Linked DNA regions of Mus musculus: region 1 is linked to region 2. The links are chromatin contacts, called in public promoter capture Hi-C maps. All regions are on one chromosome and are shown on one strand. Each heading gives the region's core, a stretch centred on a gene start, on an enhancer-like site or on the middle of the called end of the contact. The rest is flanking DNA. Distances are from core to core; before and after follow the strand shown.

What was found. Promoter capture Hi-C pulls out the DNA fragments that hold promoters and counts their contacts.
Region 1: a contact with region 2 is called in a promoter capture Hi-C map of hippocampal neurons, with 3 times the contacts expected there. The contact joins two enhancer-like sites. A contact is called at or near these places in 1 of 39 promoter capture datasets (hippocampal neurons) and 9 of 484 Hi-C or Micro-C datasets (3T3-L1-derived adipocytes, the AML12 cell line, adipose-derived mesenchymal stem cells and 4 more).

Annotation. Positions count from the first base shown.
Region 1 is chr4:28,454,872-28,460,483 of GRCm38.p6, reverse strand. No RefSeq gene overlaps it. Among named protein-coding and RNA genes, the nearest start is that of Gm25378, 92 kb to the right of the region's middle. Within about 2 kb of position 3,978, at least 2 of the 459 cell types and tissues checked have an H3K27ac peak or open chromatin away from gene starts, as enhancers often do. A contact at or near this core is called in hippocampal neurons, where this site is marked.
Region 2 is chr4:27,962,736-27,969,073 of GRCm38.p6, reverse strand. No RefSeq gene overlaps it. Among named protein-coding and RNA genes, the nearest start is that of n-TIaat2, 61 kb to the right of the region's middle. Within about 2 kb of position 3,858, at least 6 of the 459 cell types and tissues checked have an H3K27ac peak or open chromatin away from gene starts, as enhancers often do. A contact at or near this core is called in hippocampal neurons, where this site is marked.

The DNA.
Region 1 (5,612 bases), core at 2,729-5,228, 490 kb before region 2:
ATTGATGAGGCAATCACCAGGATTGATGTTAAGAGCCCTAGTCATTCTTTACAAGCTAGAGTGGACAGTGAGTTGTATAGCTGTGAATTTAAGTTCTCTCATAGGAATTGATAGAGTCCCACAGTGGTGGGGATCATGTATTGCAGTTTAACATTTAATGATACACTGAGCACAATTTACATAATTAGCCAGAGCAGTAGCTAATTATTACTGAGGCTCCTGAGAACTAGTGGGGAGCTAGTTCTAGAACTTCCAAATATGTTGCCTAACTTATATAAGTATCAAAATTCTGGGTTTGCAGAGGATAACTGAGAACTGAAGTACTGTTGTAGATTTCAGAGCTTTTCATCTGTTCTAGAGCTAAAAATTCTCTGATAGATCCAGAATGATTCAAATGGCAGGGGTAAGACGCTCTTTGGAGGATGCTCTTGAAAGGTGTTATTAGTGTGAAGCTTTCCATATTTCCTCTTCAGGTGCTTCAGAATGTGACTGAGAAGACGGAAACATCTAGACTTTCTGTAACAGCTAGATGCATCAACGTATGTTTCTGTAACAGTTAAATTTTGGAAACATGGTGAATCATGTGTTCCAGTGGTCCACTTGGTGGCTGCTTATGGTCAGTAAAAAGATGAAGTCTTGTGTTCCATCCAATAGATGACCGAGCATCCACTTCTGTACTTGCCAGGCACTGGCATAGCCTCACAAAAGATAGCTATATCAGGGTCCTGTCAGCAACATCTTGCTGGCATATGCAATAGTGTCTGGGTTTAGTGGTTGTTTATGGGATGGATCCCAGGTGGGGCAGTCTCTGGATGGTTCTTCCTTCCATCTCAGCTCCAAACTTTGTCTCTGTAACTCCTCCCATTAGTATTTTGTTCCCCATTCTAAGAAGGAACAAAGTATCACACTTTGGTCTTCCTTCTTCTTGAGTTTCATGTGGTTTGCAAATTGTGTCTTGAGTATTCTAAGTTTCTGGGCTAATATCCACTTATCAGTGCGTGCATATCATTAGTATTCTTTTGTGATTAGGTTACCTCACTTAGGATGATTTCCTTCAGATCTATCCATTTGCCTAAGAATTTCATAAATTCATTGTTTTTAATAGCTGATTAGTACTCCATTGTGTAAATGTACCATATTTTCTGTATCCATTACTCTGTAGAGGGACATCTGGGTTCTTTCCAGCTTCTGGCTATTATAAATAAGGCTGCTATGAACATAGTGGAGCATGTGTCCTTCTTACCAGTTGGGACATCTGGGATATATGCCCAGGAGAGGTATTGCGGGTTCCTCCAGTACTATGTCCAACTTTCTGAGGAGCTGCCAGACTGCTTTCCAGAGTGGTTGTATCAGCTTGCAATCTCACCAGCAATGGAGGAGTGTTCCTCTTTCTCCACATCCTCGCCAGCATCTGCTGTCACCTGAATTTTTGATCTTAGCCATACTGACTGTTGTGAGGTGGAATTTTAGGGTTGTTTTGACTTGTATTTCCCTGATGATTAAGGATGTTGAACATTTTTTCAGGTGCTTCTCAGCCCTTCGGTAGTCCTCAGTTGAGAATTCTTTGTTTAGCTCTATACCACATTTTTTTTAATAGGGTGATTTGATTTTCTGGAGTCCAGCTTCTTGAGTTCTTTGTATATATTGGATATTTTGTATATATTGGATATTAATCCCCTATTGGATTTAGGATTGGTAAAGATACTTTCCAAATCTGTTGGCGGCCTTTTTATCTTGTTGACAGTGTCTTTTGCCTTACAGAAGCTTTGCAATTTTATTAAGTCCCATTTGTTGATTCTCGATCTTACAGCACATGCTCACAGTCATCTATTGGAAGGAACACAGGGCCCTCAGTGAAGGAGCTAGAGAAAGTACTGAAGAACCTAAAGGGATCTGCAACCCTATAGGAGGAACAACAATATGAACAGGGCAGGTGTTTTTGGTTTTTGGTTTCTTTCCTAAGAAATTGGGTTTGTCTTTATAGAAGATCAATGTATAATTTTATTTATAGAATTTTTCTCCCACGTATTTAACTAAAACAAACAAACAATAAAAAATGAAAATAGTGAAAACCAATATTACATTACTGAGATGGAGGTTATTTTAAAGATTAGTGTCTCTGTAATGGAGTTTTAAGAATAGAAATCTTTACAGAAACAAAGTTTGGAGCTGAGATGAAAGGATGGACCATGTAGAGACTGCCATATCCAGGGATCCACCCCATAATCAGCATCCAAACGCTGACACCATTGCATATACTAGCAAGATTTTATCGAAAGGACCCAGATGTAGCTGTCTCTTGTGAGACTATGCCGGGGCCTAGCAAACACAGAAGTGGATGCTCACAGTCAGCTAATGGATGGATCACAGGGCTCCCAATGGAGGAGCTAGAGAAAGTACCCAAGGAGCTAAAGGGATCTTCAACCCTATAGGTGGAACAACATTATGAACTAACCAGTACCCCTGAGCTCTTGACTCTAGCTGCATATGTATCAAAAGATGGCCTAGTCGGCCATCACTGGAAAGAGAGGCCCATTGGACACGCAGACTTTGTGTGCCCCGGTACAGGGGAACGCCAGGGCCAAAGTGGGGGAGTGGGTGGGTAGGGGAGTGGGGGTGGGTGGGTAAGGGGGACTTTTGGTATAGCATTGGAAATGTAAATGAGCTAAATACCTAATAAAAAATGAAAAAAAAAAAAAAGAATAGAAATCTTATATAGTTTGAAGTCAATTTTTATCTCTTTTGCATATTTATTAATCATATTTTTATGTACTTCTGAATTTGAAGGAGTCTTGGAGGATGATTGTTGTTATGGAGAACTCAGTCAGACAAGGACACACTTCCTGGACATTACATCTTTCCTAAGACAAATGATCACACACTTTGCTCCGTGGTGTGGTGTGGGAAATAGTGTCTTTAACATAATCATGGACAAACTGACTGTCTTATGGATAGTAGCAATGGTAACCCAGCGACTCGGATCATCGCTATGTGTGTTTATCTCTGTCCTAATCTCAGAATATGGGGAAATTGCTTTATTTTTCCATTTCCTAGATGGCATGAAGAGCCAATATATGTGTTAGCTGAAGCTGTAAGATGGTGGCAGTATATAGCACACCCAAATACATAAGACTTTGCAAAAACAAGTTTCTAGGACTTCCTTAAGTGAAGCTTTTGTGGGGACAGCTCCCCATAATGCAGAAAATGTCACCACACTTTTCATTGCTTTCCAAAAAGAAATGACCATAATAGTTTTAGGCTACAGAGTACATCAAATCTTGGTGAATGTTGTTTAAATATATTTTCTTGGTAATGCATAATGCTGTGGTTTTGAAGATGGCCCAAAGCCTAGGAATGTTCCTACAACCCAGCAGACACCATGATCCTAGAAGGGTCTATGGCAGTCAAAAATGCTTAGTAAGTGATTTGACATTTCCAAATTCAAATGGTAGCACAGATCTCCCAGAATCAGTAAAATTAATACCTGACTCTAACATCATCTGTGTTACATGAAAAAAGCAGTCCCTGTCAAGAGGTCAAGAGCTGGTCATTTCTGAGTGTTGGAACATGGTGTCTCAAGTGATTTTTTTTTTCACTCACACTGTTTAAAATGTAAATCTGGGGCTTGGACAGATGGCTCCGGAGTTAAGTACTCGGGTTCGATACCCAGCACCCACATGTTGACAATAAATGTCTGTAATTTCTGTGCCAGGGGATTTATGTCCTCTTCTGATCTCCACAGGTCCAGACACACACATGCTGAACAGACTTACAAGCAGGCAAATTGTACATGTAATAATGTTTTTAAAAAATAGGTATTAAAAATGGAAAACTAAGAAAGACTGAAGCAAAGCAGGAGTGGTTATGCTGAGACAATTATACATATTCTTCCAATTGCTATCTTTCATACTTATAGCTCCTAGCTACATTTGTCCAGTGATGTCACTCACACCACAAGGTGGCAGGAGATTTGTGATTATTAATTTCTGGCTCTGCTTTTCTCCTAAGCAGATACTCGGGCAACCTGATGTCATTCTTCAAGCTGCTGTCCCCCTTCCTCCCACAGCAGCAGCTCCTTGTTCCTTTAGGGTCCACGATCATCCTCACAGCCTTCAGTTTCAAGGCTTCACATAGGACTGTCAGCTGCTGTGAGGAAATGAATCTGTCTGTGCCTGTCTTACTGACACAGCTCATGAGATTCAGTGCAGCAGAGGGATGTGGCACATCCTCAGTGACTGCCACAAAACCGAATTCCATGCAAATTAATGGAACTGTCCTTAAGATGTGACTCAAAAATATAGTCCAGCACTTGTCAGCAAAACTTTCTGTCCCACATTCACCATAACCTTTAAACTAGTGATAGAATGTACGGATTTTGTGTTTAACCATTCATGATTCCTTAACAATGCATGTGCTTTTGCAAGTTCACATTTTCATGCTATTTCATAAGTACCCATGTCTTCCACAGTAACTGGTATTATCCCTAAGAAAGAGTAGCTATGCAGCTAGTTCAGAAATGGGCCTTTGAAATTCAGGCTGTGGATTAGAGCTCTGGTACTTCATAACTACTATAGAAAATCCTGTTTAATGTATGGAACAGTCTTTTTCAGGAAAGAGCACACCAGATAGTCAATACCAAATGGTCAACCCTGTAAGCACATATATCAGTACCATAATATGGATTTTGAAGGTTATTTTTGGAAATATATATATATTTATATACAAATATATGTGTAATAATAATTAATGAAAGAGGAACCCATGAATTTGAAAGAAGGTAGGGAAAGATATATGGGAGAGTTCCAAAAGAGAGGTGGTGCCAGAGAGTGGAGAATGATGTAATTATATTATAATCTCAAAATTTTTAAAAAAAGGAAAAACAATATTCAGTATCTATAAGATTGACCTCCTTGTTTTTATCAATCTATATGAATGATTTATTATCTGTGTGATTTATGCCAAGAAGTACTATAGATGCTAAGTAACATTTAGAGGCCAGGGAGAGGTGGAGAGAGAAGAGAAGAGAGGGAGGTCAAAGGGGGAAGGAAAAGATAAAGAAGAGAAGAGGAGAGGAGGGGAGGGGAGGAGAGGGGAGGGGAGGGGAGGGGAGGGGAGGGGAGGGGAGGGGAGGGGAGGGGAGGGGAGAGAGAAGAAGAGAATGAAAGGGAGGACGGGAAAAGGGTTGAAAAGGAAAGGAGTGGAAGTTGCTGTGTGGGAAGGGAATGTATATGTTCACATTTCTCTCTGTCTGTGTTTACATGGTGTTGAACAAGAAACCTAATCTAATGACTGGAGTACTTTAAATCACTATGGCTATTCAATTTGACTCATCCCGTTGTATGTGTACGTGTGTAAGTTGATATTGCTGTTTCTATCTACTGTATCACAAGCACATTCTTATAATTTGTTTTAGTTCATGAATGTTGGAGATAGGGGAGGTTCTAGAAGAATATTCAGAAATTGCCAACTCAAAATAGGGGATTCATCATTTTGTTGGAATTATCTAGAAATGCTTTTTGTACTTATTTTAAAAGTAAGCATAGAAGGTAAAGGGTTTCATTATGACATGTGCACATGCATATGTCATTGTATCTGAACTGTTTCATTTATTG
Region 2 (6,338 bases), core at 2,609-5,108:
GCTTTGTAAAATATTGAACCAAAGTAAAAATATTATAAACAAGTTGTATATTTTTTTGGAGCATTGCTTCAAACAAATGAGTACAATCAGTAAGAGCTGAAATACCAGTGGTAATCGCTTACAGGTAATAAGGAAAAAACAGATAACATTTTAAAACTATAACCTCCGAATGCAATATGTGTTTATTTATTAAAATGTTTCATTATATATATATGTTATGGAACAGAAATAAAGGATTTAAAGGTGAATTTTCTGATTCTCAATAGTCAGTTTTTCTTTTTCTCTAAAGTAATACAATTCAACTTTTAAACATTTCAAAAACGATTTTGTGATTTATTCTGGTTTTCAACTGAGTGAGCACAGCCATAAAAATGCCACCACAGCTTTCCCTCCAGAGCAGCAAAGCATCCATGGAATTATAGCTCAATTAGGGAACTGGAAAGTCTCAAGCTCTCAGCAAGGTCCACACAATGGGTGGCCAAGCAAGATATGGACGTGGCTGGAAGAAGCTTACTCCTTTCTCTCTCTTCTAAAAAAGCCATCAGTTAAGCAGACATTGCTCTCTGGTACCTCCAAGTCAAAGGGCGGTGGCATGGCATTTTCTTTGATTAAACATCGTAAGCATTTAATGACTCCTTAGTGTACTTGACATTTACACAGAATATGTTGATTATAACATCAGATGGATAATCTAAATACAACTGACAAAGACATCAAGAATAAAAAAAAAAAACAGAAGAAGAAAAAGACAGAACGAGAAAGACATTTTTTTAACAGTGGACATAAGGAAGGTCCCTTGCTATGAGAGGTCTTGTTCACGTTCAGCGTCGGAAACCTTTGCATTTATCCTGGCTGGTTTGATTTGTGATTTTAAAATTTACTCCAAGACTTTGTCACCTTCCTGGCGGGTCTACAAAATATCTGGTATACAGAAATCAAATAAGAATTTAGTAAACTATGTCATCTGAGTAACCAGGTCAACATTATCTTAGAATTCTAGCAAAATACCAAAGGTTCTGTTGCTTATGGCATCACTGTACAATGTGATGAGAAAGACCTCAGAGGGTGGACCAGTGATTAGAGTAACATGGAAAAATACATTCATAATGTTTGTGGACACTAGTCAGTATTTTATTTCTCTAATTTGAACAACCTAACACTTAAAGAAAACAGAGAAATACTAGTTCTTAAAGGCTTGAAAATAGTTTCAACAGACAAGCCTGGTTTTCATATGTAAAAATATTATTTTTTTAATTCTAACATGGCTCAGTGTGGTTATAGGTAGGTCCCAGTCACTATGGATGAGGAAAGTGTTGTCAGTTATTTCTTAAGATAGTATCAGTACTGTTCCATGTCTTCATAAAAATGCTGCTTCTACAAAGTCTTTTCCTTGAGGATGAAAATTACTAAGTTAAACTATTTCTTGTATTGTATAATAATATTCCGAATCACTTACACTCACGCACACACACACACACACACACAAATATTCACCACATTGAAATGCCTTTCTATACAAATAAAAATTGGATTACAGGCAAATGTAATTTCTCAAAATATTATTTGAAAGACAGTAGATTTTCTATAAGCATATATAAATAACAAAGTAAAAATAGTGATGTATAAAAAGATATAAATGATTTATAGCTTAATTTTTTTAAAAAATTCATACATCCACACAACTATATATTTAAAAATAATTTAAACCTTTATATGAAAAAGTTTATTTTAAAATCTCGTTTATGAAACCAGCCACTAATATGCCATATTAATTAATGTAAAGTAAAATCATACTAGGGAAGGTGAATATATTCACTATGATCTGAACATTTTCTGGTTGCATCCATGATCAATAGTGTAATGAAGAATTAAAATTATGATGTGAGGTTTTAAATATTAACAATTTTCCCTGATTACCAAAAAAATCCATTGAGTAGTATAACATGAATCTAACAATCTTTATTAAATGAGAAATTCCAAAAATTAAAAAGAAAGAAAAATATCCATGCATTATATATCATATTGTACATGAGAGAAATGTCCTGTGAAATGTGAGAAATTTTGTTATAAATTTAGTTAAACTTCAAAGTCTTACGCTAGAGCTAAAGACCATTATTAAATTTCACAGGAGGAAGTACAAAATCCACTTAGCCTGTTACTAATCTCTTAAAATTCTTCCAGTGAACACTGATAAAGATATAAGATCTAGGATTATCTGATATTCTTTCTTCTACACTTCTTATTTCTCACTATTGATTAAGCCCTGAAATGATTGAATTGCCCAGAAATACAACTCAAGTATTCATAAATGCTAAACAGCTTTGACAATGAAACGAAAATGACATTAAATCTTCACATTTTCTCAAATATTAAGAAAGTAAATAATTTCTTCAATAAAAAGAGTAATGCAGACTTGAGTAGAGCAAGAAGTGCGTTTGAAGCCTCGGTGTTTTGACAAGGGCAACAATAAACAGACTAGAAAGAAAAACTGAACCATTGCATACAATTTTCTGTACCTCATTAAAGTAGGTGGAATCATTAATTTGTTGACAATTTGTATGATAAATATGATAGAAGGGGTGTGTTGTTTACTTGTGTGTATACATTCTTTGTATTGCCATAATAACAGTTACAAGAACCCCAAGAACTTATCAACTAAATTGCACTTAAATCCAATTCACCCTCCTCTAAACAAATCAGTTAAATATCTTTTGACAGCAAAGGAAAACTCCTCCTTCTTAATAATTTACACTTTAACATAGCTCACTGCTTTCTGTTTGTCTCTTTGGACGATTGTGATTTCCTCAAAAATCTTTAATTTTCTTTTCAAGTGACTCTCATCCGCAAATGAATAGTTTTGAAGGAAATGAAATGAAATCAAATACAGAATTTTGGAATGAGCCAGCTTTATCTCCTTGTAATATACAAACATAACCATTGAGGCCCAACCTCAAATATCTGCACTAATGGTAAAAAAGAGGAGATATTCCTAACGCTTCCTAATAGTGAGGAAAACATTATAAATTGTTACCAAATAAATTTGTTACTTCCATGTATGTATTAGCATATGTATTTATATAATTAAACTGATATACTATAATTAATAATTAAATTGTAGAAAGCCTCCATTTGGTCTATAGCATATAATGTAATTAACTCATTCACATCAAACAGTTTGGAAGAAGGCTGTGAAAGGCAAGGGCTTCCTTGTAGACTCTACTTCTTTTGCTTTGATCTCACTAGATAACAAAATAGATTCTTTGGAGTCAGAATGTAAATCAGATCTCACAGGTGACTGATGCAGCTGACCGCGGGAATTTACAGAACCCAGCCATGAGGATTCCAGGTGTGTGCATGTGTGAAATGGTCTTAATGCTGCTGTGATTGACATTTCTGCGTCCCCTGCGAGGCACTAGAGTGGGTCAGGGATTCTGGCTGCCTGGTGCTTTGTTCCCTTAGACAACTATCTTTTGTTTCTGTTTTTGTCTTGTTTTGTTTTTTTTTCTATTTTGACTCTCTTACTGTACAGAATCACTCAGTTTCATTATTTCCTCTTTCAAGGATGGTGTAGTCTCCTCGTTTGTGAGGTTTGCAGTTTGGTATGTTTCTTAATTCCAGAGCAGCCTGGATCTGTTCTCTTTCCCCTTCTCATTAGAAGTGAGAAATAACTGTCTATTGTGGAAGCATACTCTTCAATAAATTGAAGTTTGTTTCACGGGTGGTCAGTGTCTTAGTGAATCTAGGAAATGTAAGAAATATGTAACACTTTGGGCTTGATTTCTTTGCAATACTTACTGTGGTACATTCGTATGCAAAGAAAGAAAGTCTATGTGGCTTGGTCTTGCACTCTTCTCTCCTGGCAGCACAGTGCCCCCTAAAGTTACTCTTGTAAAAGAATGCCACAAGTCCTCGCTGAGTTCTGTACTAAAATGACACTTCACTTTGATTTCACAAAATAAATACTGTCTACAAAAAGAAATCATCGGAGATGATATAAATATGTTTATTTCAACACTCATTTAATCACAAAATAAAAATGTTGCCTGAATTCAGTCCCTTGATTTTGAAAACAACAGTACCAAAATGAAATATGCTAAGGACTGATGGCTCAACGTAGTGCTAATTCTTATCAAAAATACTGCTTGCCAATAACGTTTGAGAGTGTTAAACTGTGGATGGAAGGAATATAGTTACAGGAAGTGAAAAGAATAATTTTCACAATGTAAGCTTACCTTTACTAAAATTTTCTGTGTATGGAATAATTAATTGAACAATCAAGGAATATGAAGACGATGTTGAAAGAATACATGCAAAGAAGAGTTTTGTCTTTATTTTAGATGTTCCGTTAAGTTTCATTTTTAAACTGTACTATATAAATAAAACATCACACTCGTGTTATGAAGGTGAGAACAAGCTGAATTTGCTGAGTCAAAATAAGCCAGATATGACAATTGTCTCTTTCCTATGAAGTGGTTTTTATTACAAAATTTTCTTTTTAAAGGAAATTGCTTTTTGATCTCTCATCTTTCAGAACAAACATTTAGCTTTATTCCAGCTCCTAAACATAATATAAAAATAGCAAGTTGTCTAAAAGGTGTTAGAAGATACACAGTTTAAATATACTTATTTTTCTTGCCTTTCAATTTCCTTGAAGACTGATTTTCTTACTCTTTATCACAGAGCCTTAGTTAAAATTTGATGCTGGATGTAAAAATGAGCCTTTGAAAATAAAATGCACTTAAAGACAGTTGGACCATGGCCCTGAGTGTGCTGCACTGGTTTAGGATTTGAGATAACTTGTTAAGGACAGTAAAATTCCCAAATGGCAAATTCAGTTGATGTTGACATGTCTCCTGACGCTTAGAAATTCACTTGATGAAATTTCCAGTAAGCTAAATTTACTAACTTAATTTCACAATTCATGGTTTTCACATGGTTGCAATATTTGATTGTGGTCAATACTTTAAAACAACGCATCACAAACCAGAAGAAATTATATACCAGACAGATGAAGAAGTATAATCAAGGCGGGAGCCAATTTTTCCATAATGCTTTATTTATTGATTGGCAAGAGAATACAAGTTGACAAGAGTAGGCAAGCAGTAACAGTAATACTGGGGATGGAGTCAATACATGGGCGACTGCTATAAGAAGCTCTACATTTTCAGATTGTACTTTATCTAGCATGCACTCTTTCAAAACCTAAAGTACATTAAAACACATTTATTTCCAAATAGTCTTCTTATTTGAGCCCATCCCTGAACTCAAATGCTCAAACTCCTTTTAGAGTTTTATAAGAGAATTATAAAATTCTTAATAGAGTGAGTAGTATCCCTGTGGTTCCCATATATGACCATGTTTAATTCTCTCAAAAGTTTGAAAATATGTGTTATTCTTTTTTAACTACAAATATATGCACCGAATTCCTGAAAACCTATTTCACATTGTCAGTCACAAGTGATGTATGTATGAACGAAAATCTACTTTGAAAGATAAAAATCTCTTCTCCTCATCTGAGAAGATCCTGACAGCAGGACTGTGAAGATCTGTTGTCATTCCAGTGGAGCAGGACATTTGTCCACATTTGCAGGTCACCAGGGTTGTCCTCAACCCACACATTCAGTTTGTTCTGGAAATCATTCATATTCATCATCTATCTGCCTATATAAGTATAATTTCTAAAAGGACTCCTATTTGTGTACAAGTAAGATAAATAGATGAACAGTAGAGGAAAACCAGAGGAATAGTACTTAGTTTTATAAATGGAACCCTGTATAAAAATGCATACAATTGTTCAAGGGGATGCAAATGCAAATACATTCTCAAACAGCTCACTTAAACAGGCATCTGTTTTCACACTCCTAAATATGCATGTATAATTTTCAGCACCAATATTTATTTTTTTATTTTACTCTTATGAAGTAGTTTTATTGCATTAAAAAAATTTTGAAAACCATGCGTTCCTATTCATTCACGTAAAAGGTCACCACAGTTGTAATAAGCTTCCTACCTTTAACAGGGTCACTGAGACCACTCACAAAAGTTATACTTTCTTCCTTGTGCCATCTGCTCACACTTAGTTTGAATTCTTGTGACATTCTCTAATGGTAACTATTGGCTGACAAAGCATGGTAACTTCCCACAGCCCTGCATTCGGCCCACACAAGACTCAGTGTCAGATGCTAGCCCACATTTTGCTTTCTCTGGTTTAACCCTTATCTTTGATCTCTGCATTGTGAACAATTGAGAATTTCTTTCATGTTCAAAATAATCCTACTCGGAGTGATTATAAATTAGCAATACTTTTACATATTCTTCAGTTTCTTTTTAATGAATAT